2 separate regions of the Mus musculus genome follow, and region 2 is linked to region 1. A link is a contact called in public HiChIP or PLAC-seq data. All regions are on one chromosome and are shown on one strand. Each heading gives the region's core, a stretch centred on a gene start, on an enhancer-like site or on the middle of the called end of the contact. The rest is flanking DNA. Distances are from core to core; before and after follow the strand shown. Region 1 has its middle 7.2 kb from the start of Gm46068. Region 2 has its middle 10 kb from the start of Gm46069.

Region 1 (3,951 bases), core at 1,180-3,679:
TACAGCAAATGATAAGGTCCACCAGCAGGCTCTCAAGATACATTCTCAGAGTCTTAATACCGTCCAAGTAATCCAGACATATTTCAATTTTTTTGTTTGTTTTGTTTTGTTTGTTTGTTTGTTTTATTTTTCAAGACAGGGTTTCTCTGTGTAGCCCTGGGTGTCCTGGAACTTACTTTGTAGACCAAGCTGACCTCAAACTCTGAAATCCACCTGCCTCTGCCTCCCGAATGCTGGGATTAAAGGCATGTGCCCCCACTACCTGGCTCGACATATTTCAACAGGACAAAAAAAGATACTGCAATATGACTTCCCAGTCTCCTCCTACATACTGGGAACATTGAAGTCACATGTTCAAAAACTAGAGAAGTGACCTCTATTAGTATAGATTAGAACTTTCTGCTATATTAATTTATAAACCAAGTCATTGTTTGGGAAGATAGCTTAGTCAGTAAAGGGTTTTCCTTAAAGCATGAAGACTTGAATTCAGTGCTCAGAATCCATGTTTTGTTTTGTTTTGTTTTGTTTTGTTTTGTTTTGTTTTGTTTTGTTTTAATGTCAACCATGGTCATGTGTACTTGGAATCCCTGTGGTGAAGAGAAAGCAGAGGCTAGAGTCTACTCACTGATTTCCAGACCAGCATGAGTCCCTGTCAAAGAAAACAAGAGAGAACAGTACCCAAGGTTGACCTCTGGCATCCACGTGCACACAAGTGTGCATACACAGGCAGGCACACACACACACACACACATACACACACTGTACACATACAACATTGAGTAAACAGATGGTTGACTAGAAAGCATGGATAGATTTCATGAGATTAAGTTGCAAGCTCTATTCATGAATGGAGAAATGCAAAGAGGAGCATCCAGAATATGGGATGAGATTAAAATTTGATGTCACCAGGACTTGATACTAGCAGGAAACCAAGTAAATTTGGATAATATTGATCTCTTCTTCCCCATACTGTCAATAAAAATAGAACATTCCTTAAATATTAACACAAGACAGAGAATGTCTCCATTAAGGAATACTTTTACTTAGAATGCAAAATGAAAGCTAACATAATCTCAGAAGCAGATACAGATTTGTCTGTGGGGAAATGGTGCCCTGACAGATGCTTCAGTGACAACTAGGGACTTAGAACACTAGGGAGGGACAGGAACTGTGAGAAACTGTCAGTGTGTCCATAGTGGAGGTTGGAACAGAGAGTCTGGTGCTTTCTAGTAAACAACCCCTACCCTGGTGACAATGGGTAAAACCAGCAACCTCTCCTGAGCCTCTGACCTCTTTATTTTTGACTCCACAATGGATTCACTGGATAGCATTGATTCTTTGGATAGTGCAGATTTTGTGTACCAAATCAACTTCCATATTAGAAAGAGAATATTCTAACCTTCCAAAAAGAGTTTTTAAGCAGCTCCTTCAGAGATCTATTTCTTAATAAAAAATCATGCTTTGCCTTTTTTTGTTCAGTGAGCCAGGCCTCCAGGAACAAATGAACTATGCCTGGTTAAGCTGACAAAGCTTTCTAAATCCCATGTCTACGTTGCAAAGCATCCTGGGAAGTAGTTTCTTACTACAACCCAAGCTCCAGGATGAACATATTATTGAACTTTCTCCAAAAGGAGGTACCTTATCAAGAGTACCATCCAAGGCTGTGATGGGAGAAAGAGCAAATGCCTTATGACTAGGGAAGATGATACTCATTTTGAGTTATGGCTCAAACACTAGCAATGGAGGCTCAAACCACAAGAATTCCTGTGGAAATCATTTTATAGTTACTGATGACGGACCTGCTTGGTGTGAGATAGTGCAAGGGAGACAAAGCTAAAACATCCAGAGACACTTTCACTCTAAAAAAGGAGAGGTGATCATTTGTGTAGCTGGAAGTAGAGACTAGTAATCACATAGAAGACTTAGTTCCATGGCTGTGGTAGTTTGGACAGGGACATGTTACTTCTAACAATGTATTGTGTGCTATTCTAGACATCAGGTTTGTGTTGGCTTATTTAATTCTCTAGTAACTAGAAAGTATGTAGTATTATTAATCCTGTTTATGGACTCATAGAAAATGAGAAAAATGCTGGGCAGTGGTGGTGTACGCCTTTAATCCCAACACTTGGGAGGCAGAGGCAGGAGGATTTCTGAGTTTGAGGCCAGCCTGGTCTACAGAGTGAGTTCCAGGACAGCCAGGGCTATACAGAGAAACCCTTTCTGGAAAAATCAAAAGGAAAAAAGAAAGTGAGAAAATCATTCATAGTCCTAGTGGCTAACCAGGGGCACGAACTGTGGCTGTCCCACAGTCCTTGCTCTTGGTCACTACCTTGCTGTCTTGTGATTGGCAGGTGGAAGCCAATCAAGCTTGCAGGGAGGAGGGGATGTTTACACAGAGCCTGGAGCTGGGTGGGGCATTTGATCCGTAAACATAGGAGGGACCACATTCCTAGCAAAGTAAACAGTGTGAGGAGAAGCAGGGGGCCTGGCATCCCTAGGCTTATTGTTTCCTCGGGAGCCAACAATAGTCCCACAGCCCCAGCACAAGGGCGAGTTCAGAAATAATAACTTAGCAACCTAAAGAGCCAGAAGGAAAGGCCAAGCAGGAGGAGCAGACAATGGCTGAATGTAGCCTTTGGAACTTCAATTTCCACGATTTGTATGGAGTCTCTCTATTCCAATCTCTAGGCGAATAGCTGACTTGAAAAGGAAGCATAAGTTCTATCAAGGAAAATCTCTTCCTGAGTAATTCAAGTTATATCCCAAACTGCAGATACAGGTTTAGGGCAGAGTGCTTGCTTAGCATGTGCCAGACCCTGAGATAATGTCTGTCTGCCGGACCATCGGTTGGTCAGATGGTCAGTTGGTCTATTTACCTATCATCTGTCTCCGTTGTGTGGTGCTAAGGATCAAAGCCAGAACCTAACACAAGGTAACTAAGCATACTTGCATTGAGTTCCAGCGCAAGCCTTGTCTCATTAGGAGACAGCGGTGCCTCTGTAAAATTACTCAGGCTAACCTTGGGCTCACTCTGTAATCCAGGCAGGTTCTGAATTTGGGAGTCTTCAGCTTCAGTACCCTGAGTAGATGACAGATTGTGGGTGTGCATCACTAGACCTGGCCAGCGAGTGAGATGTCTTCTATTGCTACAAAGCTTATCTCTCGAGATTTTAAGAGCAGTCTTCATGAGCAGTCAGTCATATTGCTTATGAATAGTGGAACTGAGAATTAAGGTGTAAGAAATATTACAAGTAAACCTATGTTGTTCCCTTTCACGGATCGCTAATGTGTTTCATATCTCACATGAATTAAAACCATGATTCCAAACCAGGAAGACGGAAGAACAAGGTCTATCAAAGCTGAGTTGAGAGGAATGAGTATGCTGAGGCTCTATGAACCCTTCTTTTCCAGGGTGACATGGGTGGGGGGCTGTAGCTTCTTCAGACATGTGAGCCAGCCTGGGCTCACGTTCCCAGAATCTGGAAGAAGGTGAGAAGTTACTGTGGAAGTGGTACAAGTAGTTCCTATTTGAAGCAAATGTGGTCCAGATGTTAGTTCCATTGGTCTTCCATCCCATCCCTTCATCCTAACTAGGAAAAGAAGGATCTCTGGGCTTGACCCCATGCAGACTTTTGGTTCTCACAATTCCATCTCCTATCTGTGCTGCCTGGAGGAAGTTAATTACTTCTGTGATTAATCTGTTTATTTACACAGAAAGTAAAGATTATAACATTTTATTGAAAGGTCACTGAAAAATCACCCAGGTGGATGGTGTGAAGCTCTTCGCATGGTGCCTGCACACCACAGATGCTCAGAAAGACTCCCTTCTCCCTTCCTTTGCCCTTCCCATCTTCCTTCTGACATCACCCACATCCTCAGAGCACCTCACAGCATTCTCAGCATGTGCTGTTACCACCTTACCTAGTTTGTCTCTGAAAACCAGAGACTCAA
Region 2 (4,099 bases), core at 861-3,360, 100 kb after region 1:
TATCAGAGAAAGTGTATAACCTTTGGCCAGGATCTTCCCAGGTTCTCATCCCAAGCCTTCTTAAACCATTTTAAAATTCTGATTCTGAGTTCGATTCATTAGGTTACATGAAGAAGTGAAGTCATTTGGTATTTGTCTGGTCTGCTTAGTGTTTTTCTGGAACTGTTTGATTCCTTTTTACTCTTTAAATGTAACTCTAAAGCCTTTAAAATACACACACACACACACAAACACACATACACATACACACATACAAAAACACACACATAACACACACACACACACACATATAACCCTCAACACCTCACATTCTGATTCTAATGGACAGTGTTGGTAAACAAGAACCACTGACATAAGACTGACATCTTCAAGTGACCTGGACCACTGAGACACAAGACTATTTCCAAGTGACTTGCTCTACGTCCCATGGAGAGTCCGAACTCAAGTCAGTGTCTGGCAGCCTGGGCAAGACTCACCCAGGGAAGACAAGTGTGGCTAAAAATCGAAACGGTCCTGTTGGGTAGGACTCTGAAGAGGTCTGTCTGACCCCAGCTTAGATTTTCATTTATCTGTTTGTACCCGAGAAGGAACTGTGCAGAAGAGCGGTCAGGAAGGATGGAAAACAGAAAGCCACATCTTATACGAGTCCTGAGGTGTACCCACAGCCTGAGAATTTACCATCCCCCTGAAGACCTGAACAGTCAAGAGGATAGTCTTCACTCCCACTCTCGAGCAGAAACATAGGTATCTAGAGAAATTCATAATACAAACAAAGAGTAAAATGCACGTGGCAGGCGTCTTCACTCGTATGTCTTTATCAACAACAGTTGGAGTGATTGCAATTTATGAAAGAAATCCCGAGATGACATCGTCTAGTGTCTAAGAGAACCCATGTCTTTCACCAGGACCCACAAGGGGATGTGTATATGCAAGTATGTGACTAGAAGAGAGAAAGATAGCGCAGTTCAGCTGGGTCCATATCAAGTTTGAGGAGGAAAAGCCCATGTGGTAATGTGCCACCAGCACCCAGTATGGCAAATGCCAGTGAGCACTGGTACCATGCTTCCTACAGAGAGACCTGTTCTCACAGCGATCTTGTTGGCACCCTCCAGCTCTCCACTGAGCATGCGCTATGCAGGAAAGCCCATTCCTCACTCAAGTCTCAGATGTTCTCCACTGGAAGCCACCAACACGGCGTCTTCAGCATGGTTGGAAAATAAAACTAGCTATGCAAGCATCACGGTCAAGGGGAAACTCAGGTTCTTTCTGGAGTTTGTTCACTCTGGCATGAGGCTATGACGAAGTAATTGATTAGTTTCGATAGACGATCGGGAGTGGAGAATGCTTCTAGACTCATTCCAAGATGTTGAAATAGCGAAAGAAAGAAAGAAAGAAAGAAAGAAAGAAAGAAAGAAAGAAAGAAAGAAAGAAAGAAAGAAAGAAAGAAAGAAAGAAAGAAAGAAAGAAAGAAAGGGGAGGGGGGAGGGGGGAGGGGGAGGGGACGGGAGCGGAGGGGACGGGAGCGGAGGGGACGGGAGCGGAGGGGACGGGAGGGGAGGGGAGGGGAGGAGAGGAGAGGAGAGGAGAGGAGGGGGCAGATGGCAAAAGATAATAAAAAATAGATTCCTGAACTCAAAAAAATAATAATAAAATAAAATAAAGAATAAATAAATAAAACCACAGCAGCTTTTAGCTGTCGTTGGACCTCTGGAAGTTTCAGCGTAGTGTTTACAAAACTAAAATAGAAGTTATGACAGCTCATTATGTTTAAAGATGAATATTCATAAGCATGCAGGGGTGTTTATGAGAGATTGCATTTTCTGTTTTCTCCTGAAAAAGCCGTAGATCTATGTGATACTTAGAGAAACTGACTAATTTTTCTTAAACGCTTAATCTCTTGGGAGCGAGCTTCATTTATCTTTTATCCCCCCTCACAATAGCCCATGAAAGAGGCTTTGTCGGAAAAAAAAAGGGTGCTTGTGGTGGTCATGGAACATATGTCTCAGTAATCCAAGGACAGAAGTCAGTTGTCCTGTCTTAGAAAGGAGCCCTGACAACCTCCCTGCACCCGGGGCACACCATTTGTTCGGCGGCCATGTGGGCCAGCATCCTGGCCGGGCGCCGAAGCCCAGTGCAGCCGCGGCAGGCTCCCTGGCAGGGCTTCCTGAGTCAGCAGTCTCCTCTCCACAGAGCAGATGGGCCAGCCCTCAGGGAAAGGAAGCTCTTCTGAGAGTCTCCTGTCTTCATTCTTCCCAAATGGGCTTGGCTATAAAAAGCAAATTAAACAGCCATTGTTCCTTTCCTCCATGAAGCTGACATCCTAACATCCTGCCTAGTACAGGGCTCCCGGATGTTTGCTGCTGGCCGAGTGACGCTTGCCACTGCACCAACAGTAACATAAAAATCACTCTCGAATTCCACTCTGGAATGATATTTGTCTGAAACGCCACTGCTTTCTTTTTGGTTGTGACTACACAGCAGAAGAGAGCTTTCTCACTGGTCTTAGTGTCTTCTTCCTGCCTCCCGCGGGTTTGCACATGGACTTTGGGCCTTATAATCCTAGGAGAGTGTGGAGACTCGACCCTCAAACTTTCCCATTCTAGAGTACTCTGCGGGCGGGTGTACTGCCTGTGTAACAGAGTATTCGATAATACAAACTAACCACCCTGCCTTTAACCTCAGCAGAAAACAACAATAGCAACCCTAAACAAAACCCCTTTTTGTCTCTCTGTCTGTCTGTTTGTTTGTTTGTTTTGAGATAAGATCTCGCTACAAATCCCTGTCTGTTCCAGAACACACTGTGTAGCCCAGGCTGTCCTCAAACTCACACAGATCTGCCTGCCTCTGCCAGAATTAAAAGTGTGCCTTTCCAAAACAACAGAGCAGAACGAAAAATAAAGATGCTCTGAGTCTTTGGGTTGTTTGATTGGCTTTGGTTTTTGGTTTCTGAACATGGGGTTTCTGTTTCTCTGGGTAGCTCTGGCTGTACTGGAATTGCAGACAGGGCTGGCCTCAGAGAGATTCCCCTGCCTCTATCTCCCGAGTGGTTGAGGCTCGGGGAGAAAAATCAAAAGTAAATCACACAGACAACTTCATACCTCAAGAGAGAGGCAAAGGGAAGAAGGAGAGACATGATGGGAAAAGCAGGAGAGGTATGGAGAGAGAGGCTCACACTCACTAATGCAATTGCGTGTGTGCCTCTTACTGTACTCTCCAGGACGAGAGACGGCTCAGTGGTTCACATGCTCTGGCAGAGAACCTTCATCCAACTCCTGTATCAGGTGACCCCCAACCTCTTGTAATTCCAGTTCCAGAAAGATGGACCTCTGGCCTCTAGGCACTAGCACTCTCCTGTCCATACCCACATACATTCAAATAATTAAAAATAAAATAAATTGTTTTAATTTTATTTTAAAAGGGTAACCTAGAAGAGCATCTACGTCACTTCTCTGAGCAATATCCATATATAAGTCAGCACCGGCCAAGTCACAGAACAAGACAGCCCCACTTGGGACATGAACCTATAATCCCACAATTGCCTTTAACCACGTGGTAACTAACCAGAGACAATGGAAACAAGCAATAGATTACACATCCATCACCCCAGACCAAGGTCCATCACTTTAACAACCCTCTGATAGCTTCAATACAAGATGCTGAAGAAGGACAGCTCTTAAAAAGCATGTCCCAGGACGGCGATAAGGATGCCTTGCCCAGATATCAAAGTAAATGGTAGAAAAGAAATTTTAAATGCTGTTTTCTGAAAGCCACTTGTATTACTTGTCCCACCAAAATGAACTGGGTGGGGTGGGGATGGGGGTGGGTGGTTGAGGGGAGGCGGTCTGGATTTTTATCAACCTCAATTCTCAAATTAAGACTTTCAGAATGAAATTTTGGCACACAGTTTTCTGAACTTTTCTGAACTTGGTCAAGTGGATTTATTCTAAGAAGAGGGGAAAGAGTTTCTGGTAAATAAAGTGCCAAAACAGGAAGCATGCCTATGACTGTGGAGCGGACTGCTGGAGGGTAGGAAGGTTCCTTCAGGAAGCAGCTTACGATGGTGCTCCATCCAGAGCTCTGAAGCAGCCTGGGTTTCTCC

Evidence for each region. HiChIP or PLAC-seq counts read pairs in DNA pulled down with a chosen protein or histone mark.
Region 2: an H3K27ac HiChIP or PLAC-seq map of extraembryonic endoderm stem cells shows a contact between it and region 1, with 3 times the contacts expected there. The contact joins two enhancer-like sites. A contact is called at or near these places in 1 of 15 datasets of contacts at CTCF or cohesin (CD8 T cells), 1 of 484 Hi-C or Micro-C datasets (nephron progenitors) and 3 of 115 datasets of contacts at active chromatin or transcription factors (bone marrow-derived macrophages, double positive thymocytes and extraembryonic endoderm stem cells).

What each region holds. Positions count from the first base shown.
Region 1 is chr8:34,575,837-34,579,787 of GRCm38.p6, forward strand. No RefSeq gene overlaps it. Among named protein-coding and RNA genes, the nearest start is that of Gm46068, 7.2 kb to the right of the region's middle. Within about 2 kb of position 2,430, at least 24 of the 459 cell types and tissues checked have an H3K27ac peak or open chromatin away from gene starts, as enhancers often do. A contact at or near this core is called in extraembryonic endoderm stem cells, where this site is marked.
Region 2 is chr8:34,677,956-34,682,054 of GRCm38.p6, forward strand. No RefSeq gene overlaps it. Among named protein-coding and RNA genes, the nearest start is that of Gm46069, 10 kb to the right of the region's middle. Within about 2 kb of position 2,111, at least 110 of the 459 cell types and tissues checked have an H3K27ac peak or open chromatin away from gene starts, as enhancers often do. A contact at or near this core is called in extraembryonic endoderm stem cells, where this site is marked.